2 separate regions of the Bombyx mori genome follow, and region 1 is linked to region 2. Evidence: chromatin contacts called from public Hi-C data. All regions are on one chromosome and are shown on one strand. The core of a region is the stretch at or near the end of the contact, and the rest is flanking DNA. Distances in the headings are between cores, read along the strand shown.

What was found. A called contact is a pair of places that touch in the nucleus more often than the background predicts.
Region 1: a contact with region 2 is called in a Hi-C map of middle silk gland, with 2.8 times the contacts expected there. The contact joins the promoter of LOC101739436 here to the enhancer-like site in region 2. A contact is called at or near these places in 6 of 7 Hi-C or Micro-C datasets (middle silk gland, midgut, posterior silk gland and 1 more).

What each region holds. Positions count from the first base shown.
Region 1 is chr14:5,842,868-5,847,423 of ASM3026992v2, forward strand. It overlaps LOC101739436, which reads right to left and starts at 2,170. Exons shown (of 3, transcript XM_004922589.5): 1 at 2,026-2,170; 2 at 458-908. The coding sequence starts at 2,082.
Region 2 is chr14:5,804,701-5,809,066 of ASM3026992v2, forward strand. It overlaps LOC101739436, which reads right to left. Exons shown (of 3, transcript XM_004922589.5): 3 at 1-1,263. The coding sequence ends at 1,118. Among protein-coding and RNA genes, the nearest start is that of LOC101739436, 38 kb to the right of the region's middle. Within about 2 kb of position 2,666, at least 8 of the 8 cell types and tissues checked have open chromatin away from gene starts, as enhancers often do.

The DNA of each region.
Region 1 (4,556 bases), core at 920-3,419, 38 kb after region 2:
AAGTTAATAATATTATTAATACCTGGCTATAGTGTGTATTACGTTATGTTTGTAAAGAGAACGTATAGAATATACGAGTTAGTGCCAAGACTATGCAACTGCCTATTTAAGAAACGCGCCGATGCGTCTGCCAGTGAAGACTTCATTGAGCATTGTACATTGTTACACGTAATCAATGCTTAAAACATATTAAATTAGATCAACCAGGTAATGAATTCGAATTCGGATCTTGTAATATCACACGAAAATGTCAAATCAAAGTGACATTGCATTCGTTATCGCCTTATCAGCAACACACTATGTTTTCTGAGCTAAGAAAAAATAAATAAATGTGCATGCATCTCTGTTTATCGGATTGAAACCGGTGAGCTCGAGATACTATTATACAGTTTGGCAGTTGTCACTGGCTGTTAATAAAAAATTACGAATGTGCTTAGATTAAAGTTATGTTACGTACCTGTTATTCTCTTTTGGGTCTTGGTGCTCTCTGGACTTGAAACTTTAGCCTCCTGGGTGGATGTATTCTGTTTCGGCATCGAGGTTGTGATCGGTGACCTTCTTAACGCTACCGGAACTGCAGACGCTGGTACTAATTGCCACGCGAATCTCTGAATGCCCGGTAAAGGTTGTTCATTTGCAAAATCGAAGCCCCATCTTTGACTGTCCAATTCCAATTGTCTCGCCAATTCTCTCTCAACGAATCTTCTATTCTCTTCTCTATCGGTACAGCCGAATAAATTCCTTCTGACACCATCGAGAGCGGTAACTCCGCGAACTCGAAGCGACCTAGTGTCCAGCACAGTCGTCGTGGCCTGTAGGCCGGGCGCCCTCACACTCAAAGCAGACATCTCAATAGAGTCCAAACAGCGAAACACAACACCGATTAACATCCACGACGTTGTCTTCACCTATCACAAACAAGGTCAGTTTCAATTTATCGCAAAACAATATTGGTTTAACTATTCAGATAAGGTATAGTCCATCCCGCACTAATAAGAAAACGTATTTATTGGTTTAGTGTAAACAAGTCGTAAATGACGCGGCAAGTCACGCGGTGACGTCGCACGTCCATACAACAGGAGTACGATCGCCAGTTTGTCGACGAACAAGAAAAAAATTACCAAGCTTGGGGCGATACTAGCGCCACGCACGCATTTCGATAGTTGCGAATGCAGCGCAAGCGTCGGTTTTGTTTAAGGACAGTAAATAGTACATTTTTCCTTCACTAGATGGCAATAGCTTCGAATAATTTTTTAGATGATGGAAAGTTCGACCTTGTTTTTTCCATTTACTAATAAGCTCCTCCACATTAAGCGGGCTTAATTAGGTATCTACTAATGAATATTGATATTTAGTTGTAAACAAAAATTATATTATAGTTTACAAACCTACTCACAAACACATTAAAACAACAAAATTTAATCATGCAAAGTTAAGAAAAATACTGACTATAAACATCATTATATAACACTTTTGCGTGTACACGTTTCAAGTAAATTATTGGTTAATAGTTTATTTAACTAATCTCTGTTGTGTTCTGGATAAGAGTAAGCAACGTAACGCAAAATCATGGCAACATTTTTGAATTAACTTGTTTACGACGAACGAGGACGTGTCTTGGTTACGTGTTGTTGCAGCATAATTCAATACCGCTTATCAGAAATATATCTATCTCTTTCGCGATGGTAAATAAACCTCAAGTGTGACAAGGATAGAAAATGTATTAATAGCACGGTAAAACTCGACGCCATTTTGCCAAAACTCGATTGACTAGATTTGAGTAGCGTCTATCTGGAAATTTTCATGTTAAAAACAAGAGTTATTTGTAAATTAATACTATTACATCGAAAATATTAATTTTGTCACAAGCTAGGTTCAATTAGTTCCGTGTTAGACTAACTGTCTCATTCAAATATTGCCAATAATATTGCGACATTTATTTCTCTTTCAGTTAAAAACTAAACAAAATTACGTGAAAATTTATGAAAACCTATAGCTAACTATTAAATACTGTTGGACACTCACCTTAAGGTATTTAATTATTATTACACGGAAAATCTTTGATTTGAAGACGGGGTTCATTCACTGCACTACCTTCGTACTAATTTTCAAGATACGACAATGACGCGTAGCCAGAGCGCGGGCTCGGTGCTGATTGGATAAAAATGGCGGCCATTTGTCCTATTGGCTAGCTAAAATTTAGGCGCCAAATTTCGGTTGGTCGAGACACCGGATGGCGGGAAATAAATGAGGTACTTTCCGGTGAGCCTGAGTTTGTATGGAAAATTGTTTGCCGCCGTTTGTTTCCGCGTACTCGCAACAAAAAAATAAGAAACGACGTTCATCGGAATATGCACCCGGTCCTTCAGTAGAGTGTTTCAGCATTATTTTTATAAATCCAGTTTTCGATTTTTAGCTTCTTCTATGCAGTAATTAACGACAAATTAATTGAGATTGTGTTCCTTAAATAGTTTATTTTATTTAGCGTATTGTTTCTTGTTGCATTTAACAAGATCAAACATGATATTTCATCAAGATATTTTATCAATGTATGAATTTTAAATTTATTATTCACCATACATTTTAAGAACTCGAACGGTTTTTTTCCGTTTATTGTTTCTACAATATTGTTTGATTGAATAAAAAAAGAAAATTAATTATAATAACATAGATCAATAACAAATTAAGAAAGTAACGTATCTTATTCTTCTGCATTTCCCGTAAAAACTATTGGCTTATTTTTTTACAAAGTAAACTTATTTTAAGATACTTTTTGACCTAAATAACGGAAATCAGTGCTGCAGGATTACACTATGGCTGCAATCACAAAAAATGTTTCCGTTTCAAACAGATGTTGCGTGAATGTTTGATGGTTTTCAAATACAGGATACACAAAAAATACTTTCCCTGCAGGTGCATACGATAATGAACAAGACATAGCGGTTTAGAGTCTATTTATAGAACTTGTTTTTTTATTTTTAAAGGGAATTTATTCTCAATTTAAATGTTCGAAAATTAATGACCTTACATAGGATTTTCGTATGTGTTATGTGTACCGGAAATCGATACGAGATAAGGAAACGTCAGTACGTTTTCGTGTATATCTTTTTTATATCATTTTTCAGAGCATTCAGAATATAATTTCTATCTTTAGAACATGACTAACGTCCTTGTCATTTGATTTTATGTATTGTGAATTGTATTGTTCATTTGACACAAAGGATCTTGATATCAGTTTTTCTGTGCAATACCTTCCAGCTCAAGCTTCCGTTTCCAGGTCTCAAGGGATGCTTTAAATTAGAGGCATAGACTATATGGACGCATAGAGTATTGCCCCAAACTTTATCTACTAACTAATCATGCGTCGATCCCACTTCGTGGAAAGTGGACAAGAAAAAGATTATCTTTTATGTATGTCTCGTGCACTAGGCGCTCGAATCTGTATTACCGACCTGCCTATTTCTGTCGTAAAGCAATCATGCGTTCCGGTTTGAAGAGTGGGACATTTTTACAATTATGACTGCGACCTTATATCTCAAGGTAATGACGTCATTTATAAGTTGGAGTCTTCGCGCTACGTTAAACATTTTATGCAACAGTATGGCGTACGTTAGATCACCCATTTATGCTTTTTATTTTTTATTGCCCAGATGGGTGGACGAGCTCACAGTCCACCTGGTCTTAAGTGGTTACTGGAGCCCATAGACATCTACGACGTAAATGCGCCACCCACCTTGAGATATAAGTTCTAAGGTCTCAGTATAGTTACAACGGCTGCCCACCCTTCAAACCGAAACGCATTACTGCTTCACGGCAGAAATAGGCGGGGTGGTGGTACCTACCCGCGCGGACTCACAATAGGTCCTACTACCAGTAATTGTGGTCATTAGGCGACAAACGTCCCCTAAATATGGCCAATTTCTGCAATAAAAATATTAGTTTGAAATATTTCGAGGCCACGTTATTGTGACTGATATTATCTGTCGTCAATGTAACGTGTGGCAATGCTCTGTTTTCATGAATACTTCGGCTTGCATAAACACATTTGCGAGTTGTTTGTTCGACATGTTGACAGATATGCCATTAAAAATGACATTACAAGCCGCCAAATATTGATAGTTGAGATTGTACATGGAATGTCATGTGTCTTTTTAAAGCCTTTTTTTTTGCAGATAAAATGGATGCATCTTATTTATGAAACTGCCTGGTTTGTGGCACTGTCTGCCAGATGGTCATTTGATTACATGATTGGTTTCTGTTTTATTTTATATTGATGAAGTTTTCATGGCCTAAATGTAAAGATACCTGGTGTACTTATATTGTTTTCATAATCATAGTGTACTCATGTTATTGTTTTTCAAACCCCGCAACTGTCTTCACCATTTTTTGATGTGAAACATCTACAGCATAACGTAAAATAGATTGCTATATACTCGTATACCTACAGACTATATGTAGTAGTGTGTACAGAAACTGTTTATTATAATTAATATTTTATTTTTCATTATGCCACATGAATTTCCTGTCGTAAACGATTCCTTAATGCATTTTTTTTA
Region 2 (4,366 bases), core at 1,416-3,915:
AATGAGAAATTTGTACTCTTTTTATAAGGAACCGCGGTTCTGTGAAATGAATTATATGTCGGATTAGAACGAGACGATTCAATAAAAAAAAAAACAATAATCCTTTGTAAATATATATATATATAATCCATTAAAATACAACAACAAAACAAATATACTAAGAATATGAAGGAGCAAACACAAATACTCAAAGTCGCTTCGTAATATTTTACTATAACTTAAAATTGGCAATACTTTAACATTATTAACTATTTATTCTGTTACATCGAACGGTAACGAAAATGTCTTTTATTGAGTATTTGTATTTTATATTTAACTTATTCTAAATGATATTGGTTTTGAAGAATTGCGTTCGATTATCTTTTGCAGCTTCCTTGCTTGAGCACAGGGACGATCCAAAAAAATAAATCGTATATTTTATTGAATGCGTTAAAAATGCCTAGCTGCAGGCGGGAAATTTGATTTCAACGGGTACAACTCGACATCATCAGAGCATTCGTGCGCATTGTGACCATACCTTTTCACGCATCGAGGCAATGAAAACAGACACATCCGATTAGTCCTTGAAACCTTAACATTTAAAACTATGATATTACATCTAAATAACTTAATTTACTTGTAAGAGATCATAATAAACTTATAATTAGTTGTCACTATGTAAACGGGACTGTGTAGTCTGTTTTAGGTTCAACATGATATTGCTTTTGTTGCAGGAACAGTTCTGTCGAGCGGCGAAAGAGGGGGCGAACTGTATTGTGATGCGTCGCGTGACAAGTGAATTTACGTAAAACATCAATAATAATTATAAGCTATCCGTATCTATCTATGAATTATCTTACAAATTACTTAACATTATTATATTCCGCGAGCGCGAACACGTCACGGTACTCAAAATAAATTAAGAAATTAAAAATTAAATTTGCACAATTTCATAAAATAAAAAGCCGTCCGCCATATTGAACAGCACATGATTTTATTTAGGTTTCGAACGTTTAAGCGTCACTGGCCTGCGCGAGGGATTTGGCTACGAATAGAGAATGGGTTCACAGAGCTGCCCAAGAGTCCTGGGATGGTTTTGTTCAATCTGGCCGGCAGTGGGTAGGCGGTGCAGGAAGGCCTAGCTCGTGCGTTTGAAATGCGGCTGCGATAGACGAGCCACTTTGGGAGGACGAATGTGAGCCCCATGACCACACTCGTGCTTGTGGCTGTGCGCGGGGGACTTCTTCCCGTTCCCCGATAGCCTTTTCCGGGGCTTCAAGAAATCTGAAAACAAAAGCGATAACTTTAACATCGACGTTACAGTTTATCGATAGGGTGCGATGAGAATAGACCGCTCATTTGAATATAAGTACGATTGTAATTCATAAAACGAGTAGTAAAGCCGCGAAGGCGTGGCGGGAACTACAATAGATCGGTACACGGATTTTACGACTATCTGAAGCTGTTGGTAACGTAGCCCCGATGGCTGCACCTTGTTGCAGTCGACTTGTTATAATTTACGACTTCATCCACTAGGACGAGACTGTAAAAGCCAGCCCGTAAAGCACTTAATGCACCGGAATTCTTTTTTGTAAGTCCCCTGGGGGCGGCGACGGGCTTTGTGACCATTTCTAATTCTGAAAAAATATGGTGTTCATAACCATAAAAATTTTACGTTCATTTTTACTACTGTTTAATCTGCTTTGTAATGGTCTTCCAGCCTGTGAAATACGGGGTTGAGGGTAGCTGTGAATTTCGTTAAGAGTTTTCAGACATTTTTGACGTGATCTAATAAATTATGTGTTCGGGAATGTTTGATAATGTTTTGGCTTAGAAATTGTGTAGCTTCAAGTGTCTAAAATATCTATTATGTTTCTTGAACTAGAACAGCCAACATTTAAGAAGAGTTTCTAAATAGGTAACGATGTTTTTGTTTGGATTTTAATTTTTAAAAACAATTCTACGAGTATATTATCGCAGAACAATGAGACGAGATAACAGAACAACACACATCGCACGCAATAAACGATAAAGTTACATAAACATTAGTAACCGTAATATAGCATAGGATACGTACAATACAATTATTATTATCATACGTATTTATTATAGCGTGCGTTCAGATATCGGCATTATTTGGAATAAATTTAAATGTAATCTCATGAGACCGTTTTGCAAATTAATATTGAGTTAGTAGTTCGGAATGATTCTTGTAGTTTTGTTTATCGTGTGCCGGGCGGATCGGCCTAGCAACACACAATGTCCAAGGTTACATTACCGAGGTTCTAGCCAATGCGGATCAACATTTGACAATATAACTCGCGTGCTCGTGAATATTGATAAAGTCTTTCGTTTCTTGTTTTTATTAATGTTATTCAAATTTAATTTTTATGTTCGATTTAAATACCATATTTGTTCGTTTTTTGTTCACGGCGCCAAATATTTAATACGTAATACCTATTATATCACATTTTATGTAATATCATATTTTATTATAAAATATATATTTTTATGAAATACTATTTTATATATTTATATATCTTTCACTAAATTTATTTTTTCGTCGTCACGCTTTATTTAACCTTCCCTATAGCTATGGAATTCGATGAACATGTAACTATAAGAGTAACATGGCAAAAATTTATAATAAACCAACGTCTGAGTCACAACAAAAAAACTGTCGGTTTCTGCAGTCGAGAACTATGTCAATGACGTAATACCTCAAAGGTCGACCACTGGAAGCAGTTTCCCGCCAAATGTTATCACGTGGAAATAGAAAACATAACCTATTAAAATTTGAAAGTGATTTGTGAACGCTATCTAGAAAGCAGTGTCAATGTTATGATATTATCAGCGACATACAATAACATTTAATTCTCTAAATATTATCTAGCTGACCGTGAGCTGTCACAGAATAGGTAGGTGATACTATGATTAGATTATTTAAGGTTGTTTCTATATCCCGCATACAACTCAAATCATAAATAGACTCCATCGTAAAAGAAATCGTAGATAAATAAATCTCTACGCTAACGAAATATACTTTCACGTGGTTGCGCAACCGTTCCCGCCAAGCGCTCAATGGAGCGTTTCCCGCCATTTTCTCTCTTCTAGTATAACGTGACCGATTTGCGTTGCGAATCCGCCAACTGTTTATGTGCTCAGTGGCGTGGTCTATATGTAGCGGCCGGATAGTAAACATGCGGGTGCGTAAATAAAATGGCCTTGGAGTTAGAGAAGGCGCGGGCGGGGCGTATACGCTGCGCAAACAACTCGCACACACTTATCGCTGGCATTATCAATCATTTATCGTTTACAAGCTAATTCTGTGGCGTAGAAAGACTTGGATTTTGATAATACATTAAATTACTCTTCGATTGATTCCGTATGAAGAGCCTTGAATGATAAATATAAGCGTAAAATTCGTTCGAGTGATTTGGATAAGTCTGTAGTAAGTGATACGTATATTGATGTTACTTCCTAGCGACAAGACGTGAAGCCAGCTCGTTTATAGGTATAGTCAGTTTTATTAAATAATCTAGTGAGCTGGTGTACACACAAGTTGTGTGCTCAAATTGCAATGGTCAGAGTGCCGTGGCTATTTCCGTCGACCTAAATATCGTTGCGAGCACCGATCCAAACGACATTCGATGTTGCTTCCATTCTGTTTACCGCGAGAGGCATTCTCATTTATGTTCTCAACACTTTTATTCTCACAGCAACGATATCTGTGTTGTGACCGTCCGTGACTTGGATAGTAAAAAATGTGATACGCCGCGGTTTTCTGTAGCTGTTAAATTCTTGTTGATCGAGCTGCAAGGTTCCTTGCATAGTGACTGCATAAGCATGCAGTCCACGTTGGCTCGAAGGTCAGCAATGACATGCATCCGTTGTCTATGTCTTTGTTAAGAGCGGGTAGAAAATACTATTTAATACAACAATATATGAAAAACTCCTTTCTTAGTTACGCAATGTAATAATTTATATTATTTTCGAGTGTCTAGTTTTCTTTTTAGTTATAATATTATCGGTTCAAAGTTCCGATTCCGTATTCCATATAAGGAGCTTCAAATTTCAATTTTCGTTTTTTGCTGTTCCGAAATTATTATGCACGAACGCGCTATAAAAATGCGTTATAATCATGGAAGGCTTTAAGATTGTAGGTATATAATTTATATCATATATACATGATCTATAGACTCATCACTCATATAGACCATAATAATATGATGAAGAGTTCGCATAATGCATTCAACGTATCCTATACGATTACTAAAAGCTGACAAAGCTTTAAATTTGCGGACGTTGTTAGTGCTGTCGAGCGTTTTAAGTTAAGTTTATCAGAAAAATATTTCTTTATCTCTGTCTAACGCGAGTGTTAGAAGAG